Regions from separate parts of the Sus scrofa genome. Here region 2 is linked to region 1. A link is a contact called in public HiChIP or PLAC-seq data. All regions are on one chromosome and are shown on one strand. Each heading gives the region's core, a stretch centred on a gene start, on an enhancer-like site or on the middle of the called end of the contact. The rest is flanking DNA. Distances are from core to core; before and after follow the strand shown.

Region 1 (4,293 bases), core at 1,175-3,674:
CCTAAGGAAGTTGTTGTTGGTGGTGGTGGTGGTGTTTTAACCTACAGAACCAGGACAGAAGCTGAGAGCCTGCCCTGCATAATATTTAGCCTGAAATATATCACCACTTAAAAACCAACTGTGACCTGGGCAGAATATGTTTTAGATGGTGATCTAGGTGGGGGCTGCGGTACTGTATACACATGTCAGAATTCATGGAGGTGTGCACTTAACATGTGTGCCCCTTCCTGTTGGTGACTTATACCACAATACATTTTCTAAAAGTGGTGTATGTCAGTGTTACTTACAAATTAAGGAAACTGGGAATAAACCACTTGACTTTGAGAATTATAGGCATCCCCTCACCACCATCCACATCCAAAATCTCTCCAGAACATTTTAAAGTGCAAAAACATGAAAAACATAGTACTCCAATTCTCAACCAAGCTAGTGACAACAAACGGCTCCTGTGTGTCCTGTGAGCCCAAGTATGCAGCACAGAGGGAGCACCTGTCACAGCCCAAGCCATGCTAACCACATGTCACAATAAAAAGCCAAGGTCTTTTTCTCATCTGGTCATGAGCCATCAAATTATAAGAGACATGATTGGGGCTTTTAAAAGCAAAGAGCCTTGAGTTTATTCTTCTGTGTCTTTAGCCCTATTTTAAAATAGGTCTTTCTAAACTCTGCCTAGCACTCTTGTTTGCATGAAGCAGATTAACCCTGTAAGGTGCAGGCCTCTGGCTGGCCCGTCAGAGCACCATTGAATGAGGGTGGTTTCCGCAGACAGCTCAGCAGATTTAAATCTGTACCATCTAGCTCTGTTACTCCAGCAGCATCAAGATGTGAGGTGCCACACGGAGTGTCAGTTAAGTGACAAGTCTGAGTACTAACATGCTTCACCGTTGCTAGATCATGACTTAGCCGTACATCTCTTCCTTTAAACTACCAGGGAGGGAGAGCAGCTTGTCCCTGAGGAAAGAGGGCCAAAATGCACCTTCCGCTGAGCCTCAAGAAAGGCCGCCCGCGGAAACAGAGGCTCACTGCACAGGTCACAGGGGGTCACCTTTCCCCCTCGCGCCCCGCAAGAGTCCTGACCCCCGCAGACACGTCTTTTCAGGGGCACAGGACCACCAAGCTGCATTTACAGATAGACATCGAGAATCAGGATCGCCCAGGGATCGCTTCCTGGACTGAGCCGAGAGCTCCAGTGATTTCCCTAGCCTGCCACCGAGTCATTTAAGAAGTAAAATATGCCAACGGGGCCCGGTACTCGGCCCCTGCGAGCCCGCCCCACCGCCTCTCGGATGGAGTAGGGGCTGCCGATGTTTGGTCTGCGCGGATGGCGCTTTCGCAGGTGGGTCTAGCAGGCTCCCCGGCCCTCTGTGCTATGCCAGCCTCACACCTGACCCAGTGCCAAGAATACAGCCCGAGGGTCCAGTGGGTACGCGCTTCCGTGGTGATATACACAGCTCTGCTTCCCAAGGGCAGGGAGGGGGCACCAACCGGCAGAATAGGACGTGGAGCAGGCCCTCTCCCCCGCCCCCCGCCAAATGCGGCCTCGGCAAGGACTCCGGAGGCTCTCGCTTAATGCGCCTTTGCGGCGCTTGGGCTCGCACTGCGCTTCCCGTGGCAGCGCCTGGAAGCGGCAGGAGCTGAGATTTGCGCTGCTGGCGGGCAGGAGGGATGGAGGCGCAGAGGACCGCTTCCTGCCCCCTACATGCACAGCGAGCGCAGTGTCCCCACTTCGCGCCCACCCTCACCCAAGTCGCCAGTACCAAAGCGTCAGAGAATCACAGCTCGCTCGAGGCCCTGGCGGGTGACCTGGCGCAGCTGGCAAAAGAAAGTGGGGGGAGGCGAGGCTCGACCTGTCGTCCGTGTGTGCGCGGGTCAGGGGCTCCGGGCGCCCCTGCAAGGCCGCCCGCCAGCCGCGGGCACCTACCTCGATCCACTTCTGCGCCTCGGAGAAGGCGGGCTCGGGGGGCGGCTCGGGCTGCAAGGGCTGAAGAGCTTCCAGACCGAGAGCGGGACAAGCCATTTGCGAAGCCCCGCGTCCACTCGAGCGCTGGGCCGCCGGGATGAGGACGGCCGCCGCCGCCGCTGCCGCCGCAGGAGCGCGCTCCCCGCCCCTTCCCGCCCGCCCGTTCTCCGGCTCTCCTCCCCCGCCGGCCCCTCCTCCGCTCGGCGCAGGTCCCCGCGGAGAGCCGCGCTGCCGCCGAGGACGCCGCCGCAGCTGTTCCCAGAGCCGCCCGGCTCGGCCGCGCCGCGAGTCCCCGCGGGAGCGAGCGCCGAGGCGCCGGGAGCTCCCTCTACCCCCACCTCCGCTCCGCCCCCCGCCCCGGGCGGGGTGTCAGCCACCGGCTAAAAATAACCGAGAGTGAGCACTGGGTGTCTCCCTCCCTGCCCACGACGCGACCGGGACAGGGACTCGGGCCAGCCGCCCCGCGCACGTCCCCGCGCCGGGCTGTCCCGGGAGAGGCGAGCGAGCCCGGCGCACGCGTCCCTGGGGAGCTAGTGCTGCCGCAGCAGGACAGTGGCCGCCCGCACCTGCAGTCCCCTCCCACTACGCGCCGCAGCAGCGGCAGTGGTGGCAAGAGGGGCAGCCCTCTAACCTGGTGCCAGGGATGTTCAATCGCCTGATCTTTTTGGAAGGGGGAAAACAAAAAAGATAAGCGACCTTTATGAGCCTTTTTCTCTCCAGGCACGCTACCTGTGTCCCCGTCTGTTGATTAATTTAACTCATCATTTTTGTGCACCTACTGTGTGCCAGGCACTGAAGTAGTCGCTGGGGACCCAGGGATGACAGAAAGAAAGAACGAGAGGGAGGGAGGACTCCAGGACCTAGCCCTCAAAATAATTATATTCTAGAGAAAATGGGGTCAAACAAAAGAAGGTAATTGTGGAGAGTGATGCTAAGAAGGTAAAAGCAGAGAAGAGAAATTATGACCTGGGAAGAGAACATTGGCTAGCTTCAAATAGTCTCTCCACCTTCACGGTGGGAGGGACCTGGGAGCCCAAGTTCCCTTCAACGGAAGGAGGCAGGAGGTCTGCAGGCTGGAGGAGAGGGAAGTGGGGATATTTATGCCCCCTCTTACTGCAAAAGGCTGGAGGATTTGGCTGCACCGCTCCAGTGAAGGCTGCAGTTTGTGTTCTCTGAGGTGCTCTGTCGCCTCTTGTCCTACGGCGGCGTGTCCCCAGGCCCAGTGGTAGCAAAGGCATCCCCATCCCATGTTGATTTTTGGCCTGCCCACTTCCTGCTAGTGGTCTCTTCATAAACTCTCCTCAGGCACCCCCAAATGAGCCTGCCTTCTGTTTTGCATGAGAGCCCAACTGATGATCAAGAAAGGTTTTTCTGACAACATGACGTGGTGAGGTGACAGGAAGGAGAAAGAAAGATGTTAACGATGCAAAAATCTGGAGAAACATTTCCAGATGGGTATAAAGGCCTTCAGGTAGAAATGAGCTTGGTGCAGGTCATGGAATCCACAGAAGGCCAGTGTGACAGGGATGACAGGCCCGATTGGGAGGGGGGAAGGCCACCCCGCAGTGGACAGGGCAAGAAGTCCGTGGGTGCCTCAGCAGCTAAGTCTCTCTTCCTGTTCAGAGTCCAAGTTTAGCCTTTGTCTAATTCTGCTGCTATAATAAGGGGATAGAACAAAAAACAGGCCTGAAATTCCACTATTACTGGCTTTGGAGTCAGACAGCCTTCAGTTTATTTACTTTTAAAACACTTATATGGCACTTGAATTGTGCCAGGCACTGTTTTAAGTGCATTACAAATAATTGACTAACTCATTCCCTAGTCCAACCCTGTAAGATAGACTATTTCCATCCCTAGGAAAAAACCAGGGGACAGAGAAGGGGGTGTCACACAGCTGGTGAGCAGCACAGCCCTGATTCAAGCCCAGACAGACTGGCGCCAGATCTGCCCTTAACCGCACACCGAGCTGCCTGGCCAGTAGTCCCCATCCAGACTCTGCCACTTACAAGATGTGCCTCAGTTTCCTTATCTCAAATGAGGTTGAAAGGGCAACATTTCAGGAAATCATTGTGAGGGGCCACCAGGAGTTGTGAATGGGAAAGGACCAAAGCTGGGCCTGCCATATAAGCAGTGCTGATGGTTCCTTCCACCCTGCCTTCCAAAAAGCAGGGGAGGAGTTCCTGTCGTGGCACGGTGGTTAACGAATCCGACTAGGATCCATGAGGTTGCAGGTTCGGTCCCTGCCCTTGCTCAGTGGGTTAACGATCCGGCGTTGCCGTGAGCTGTGGTGTAGGTTGCAGACGCGGCTCGGATCCCGCGTTGCTGTGGCTCTG
Region 2 (4,293 bases), core at 901-3,400, 290 kb before region 1:
GGCCTATGGAGGTTCCCAGGCTAGGGGTTGAATCAGAGCTGCAGCTGCCGGCCTACACCACAGCCACAGCAATGTCAGCTCTGAGCCGTGTCTGTGACCTACACCACAGCTCATGGCCATGCTGGATCCTTAACCCACTGAGCAAGGCCAGGGATCAAACCCTTGTCCTCATGGATACAGTGGGGTTCATCACTGCTGAGCCACGATGGGAGCTCACTGTCGTCTATAATTTTTAAAGGACAAAATTTTGGTTTAGGCTGTAAGGGTTGGCCATAGAGCAAGTCTTCTTCTGGGACCCAGGAGGAAGCTTCCTCCAGGGCGGTATTGACTGATCTCCCTCGATTGGCATGAAGATGATGGGAGCAAGGCCTTCAAAACTGCCTTCCCTGACCTGGTTTCCTATCTCTGTTCCCCACCCTACGAAGGTCTAACTACCTCAACCCAAAGATGGCCAAAAGCTGGTTAGCATAAAAAGAGAAACTCTCATTTGCCTCCTCAGATACCACCAGCAAAGTGGCCAGAAAAAGAAAGAATAAAACTATGAGCAATCCCTTTATGCTCTGTCAAATAAAGGAACTAAGCAAGTTGGGAAGTGATGATACAAGACAGAAAATGTGCTGAGTCACTATTCAGAAAATGTTCCCTCATTCAGAGGTTGGACTCAGCCTCCAAAAGGAAGTGTATGTCTGGGGACAGGGTGGGGGATCCTGGAGAAGCCTAGATTCCAGAATATTAATGACCTGCCCTAAATTGGTGCTTCTCAGCACAATAAGCCATGTCCTGGGCTGTGGGACAAGGGCCTCTGGCTGCAGGGTCTAGGAGTCTCCCTCCATGGTGGGTTGGCATTTCTGAGGGCCAGGATTAAATTACCTCCTGGGGAGCCTGGAAATTGTTTCTGGACCAAGTCTAGGGTAAGAGAATTCAGACTGAAATGGCCTCTGGCTCTCACAGTGTCCAGGCTCCACGGTGGGGACCCTTGGGAAATGAGGCTCGTGGAAGCAAAAAGAAGGGCAAGAAGGTGAAAATACATCCATGGAAACATTCTTGACTTGCCAGGAGGCGGAAATTTCTGTTTGCCTGTGTGGTAGGTCTGCCCCTGACCTGCATTTTCCTTAAAGGGCACATCTTTTTTTGATTGGGTTGTATTTTAAGAATGTGTCAATTATGAATAAACACAGACTGTGCCAATAATTGCTCTTAAAGGTTTTGAAAAGGGGAGAGACTGGGGGGATTAACAAAACCTATCACACATTTCTATTTAAAACAAACACACTCCTGTCATAAACTCTTCCTTTTGTTTTTCCCACTGGTTTCATGTAAATTGGGTCTATTCCAGGAGGAAATTCAGCCCTTTGGCTATTCCTAGATAAGACCTTTGGGAAAGAAGCTCCTTTTACTCTTCCTGCTCCTTGAGGCTGCTTGTTAAAATAAATGTAGAGGAATCCCCACCCCACCCTTTAAAAAAAACAGTAACTTTGGGTGAGGTTTCATATTCAGGTACAGGCGAAATTCAAAAGCTCTTTTTAGTGTAGCTTCTTTTCTTTCAGCTCTCAGGGTTTTTTTAGAGATCCATATTAGGCAAATTGCTTGGCAGCTCTGCAATGATGAAGAGTAAATCCATTCTATCAAAATGTTTTTGCTAACCAAATCAAAGTAGTGTTTTGCCTATCAATCTTATATAATCCTCCTTTCAGGGAATGTTAAATGCTGCCACTGTAGATTTTAAAAGTAATAACCAGGGCTCAGTTTTATAGACTCCTTAACTCCGTGCAGTCAGTCAAGCTCAGGCTGAATCTGGTTTTGAGACGTGAATGCTCAGCATTGGCCCGCAAAGCAATCATAGATCACACGTTGGAAACTGATAGCCTTGGCCCTAGAGTCAGATTGCTTCGAGCTAAAAGTACAGACTAAGCAGACAACTTGAACACAAACGTGGGAAAAAAGCACAATTCAAAAATAGTAAAGTTGTGGTCTGATCTCACTGTCACTGGAGGAAGTGCTATTTGTCTGGTCTACCCTGACGATGTCTACACTGCTATTTGTCTACACTGCTACTTAGATTCCTCATTTCGTGCCTTGGAACTAAGGCTCAGGCCAGGCAAAGGGGCAGAGGGAATGCTGGGCTTCACTCTTATGCTGGCCCAGATTCTCACAAGGCCAGCTGATACCTCTCCCAGAGGACAGACAGCGGGCTCAGCGGGCCACTGATGTTGGAATGAGACATTAATCATGTTTCTTAAAACACCAGTGACTCCAATCTGAGCAAGCTAGCACTCTGCAGAGAAACCTTCTGCCTCAGATATCAGTTTCAGGATGCTCAGCCAGTGGGAAATCCATTTGTGTAATGGAGTCAATGTGGACCCATATGGGAGAGAGTAGATGCTTCTCAAATTTGGATGTGAGGCCGGGGATGGGACTGCATCTCTGAGAGGAGCAGAGACCAAGGAGAGGCAGCCTGTGTCAGGCTGGACATCTTGACCCCTGGCCATGCCATAGAACTTGAACGAAACCACAGCGTTTTGGTCTCAAGCATCCCACAGTTTATCCTACTACAACCTGGGAGGAACTTGGGCTTCTGAATCTATCATTAGTGGTTTAGGATTTATTTTCTCAGCTTACCAAAAAAAAAATGTGGCTACGGGAAGGACTGCTTCATGGTGAACTCTAAGCCTTCACATGTCAAGAATTCAACGCCAAGTGCAAAATAGCCTTTTAACAATGCCGAAGTTCAGAAGGGCTTCCAACGTTCCAAACCCTAACAAGAACGCCTTTCACATGCCTTGTCTATGAAAAGCAAATGTTAAGTTTTAAGCAGCAGCTGCATATTAGAATCATGCTAAAGTGGCTTTTTCATTCGTCTCTCCTGCACAGAACATATGTTCTGCATTCCAACTTCAAGTGCTTTTCTGAGGCTGCACGAGTCTCTTAGCTCTTCAGTCCCCTGCTGCATTAATTGCATTTCAATTAGTGGTGAGTACTGAAAGCATGCAGTTTAGGCTAGTAATTAATGTATTCTTACTAATACAAGACAACTTACTCTGCGTCATCAGACACAGGAGTTCTCGGTCCGTATCTATAAGACCAAATACAAAGTTAGAGGATTGGCAAGACAGAAGGGTAACACTGCAACCAAGCTGGAAATAAAAACTACAAGTGAAATGTATGTGTGCCCAACCCTTTCCGCTGGTCATGCTGGAAGAGAAGTGTCATTATGCAATTAGCGATATTCATTAATTCTGAAAATGAAACCACAGTCTTGACATGTCTAAAGAATGCAAAAATTGGGAGTAAAACTCAGAGGAGAAATGAAGAGATCCCCATGCTCCCCACAAAGAAAGAATCTGTTCAAAATAAACACAAAAAAGGCTTAGGTGCAACCCACAATGTTTAGAGAAGGCAGCTTAGAAAAAGCCAAATGTATCACGGTCGTTCGCAAATGGTTGAACTGTTCTTTGCCTTTCTGGGCAGAGTAATGGGCTGTAATGGAAACCCAACATTGAAGCACACGCTTACTGACCCTCTTCCTGATGTGTTAATGCATTTGCACAAATAACATCAAAGAGAGTTTCTGCAGTTTTCTGAAAGCAAACCAGAACTCCAACCAGAACCCCAATCAGTGCCTTCCGCATGCATTTGACAAAAACCACAATTCCTAGAAAACTGGCAGCCTTAATCAAAACCAGACTTGGATGATATTCCATAACTTGAAAAAATAAAGTTTTGGTTTTTTTTTTTACAATCTTTTATAGTCTTCTGATTATTGAGATCTACAAAGCTGCACCTTCTTCGATATAGGTGTTTTCAGGTTTTTTTTTGTAGTTACGATCACATTTATTTTGTAATTTTTTGTATTCAACATAGTCCATTTATAATGTTGTGTCAATTTCTGCTGTACAGCAAAGTGACCCAGTCATACATATACATTTTCTTCCCTTATTATCTTCCTCATGTTCTATCACAAGAGATTGGCTAGAGTTCCCTGTGCTCTACAATAGGACCTTTTTTGCATATCCAGGTATTTTCAGTTTTAATGCATCTGATAAAATGAAGAAAAAGGTCAACTTAGAAAAAAAAATTGAACATTACAAGGGCATAGTTTAAGCACACTTAAAAAGAGCAGCTCCCACATATGACTGTTTCCTCAGCAAAGGGGAATTTTAAGAGAAGGTTCTTACCCACAGCGTTAAAGGCTGTTCATTCCCGCATCCTGATGGTGGACGAAGAATTAGTTGAACAAAGAAAAAATGTCTTGCTTGCTTTCAATAAATGACACGTGGGGGTTTTCAGCAAAAA

Evidence for each region. HiChIP or PLAC-seq counts read pairs in DNA pulled down with a chosen protein or histone mark.
Region 2: a contact with region 1 is called in an H3K27ac HiChIP or PLAC-seq map of skeletal muscle, with 6 times the contacts expected there. The contact joins the enhancer-like site here to the promoter of LIMCH1 in region 1. A contact is called at or near these places in 7 of 47 Hi-C or Micro-C datasets (alveolar macrophages, brain, fetal skeletal muscle and 2 more) and 1 of 2 datasets of contacts at active chromatin or transcription factors (skeletal muscle).

Annotation. Positions count from the first base shown.
Region 1 is chr8:32,431,166-32,435,458 of Sscrofa11.1, reverse strand. LIMCH1 (LIM and calponin homology domains-containing protein 1) reads right to left here and starts at 2,424. Exons shown (of 35, transcript XM_021101157.1): 1 at 1,922-2,424. The coding sequence starts at 2,017.
Region 2 is chr8:32,724,353-32,728,645 of Sscrofa11.1, reverse strand. LIMCH1 (LIM and calponin homology domains-containing protein 1) reads right to left here. Exons shown (of 35, transcript XM_021101157.1): 17 at 3,038-3,073. Among named protein-coding and RNA genes, the nearest start is that of PHOX2B, 120 kb to the left of the region's middle. Within about 2 kb of position 2,150, at least 10 of the 83 cell types and tissues checked have an H3K27ac peak or open chromatin away from gene starts, as enhancers often do. A contact at or near this core is called in fetal skeletal muscle and skeletal muscle, where this site is marked.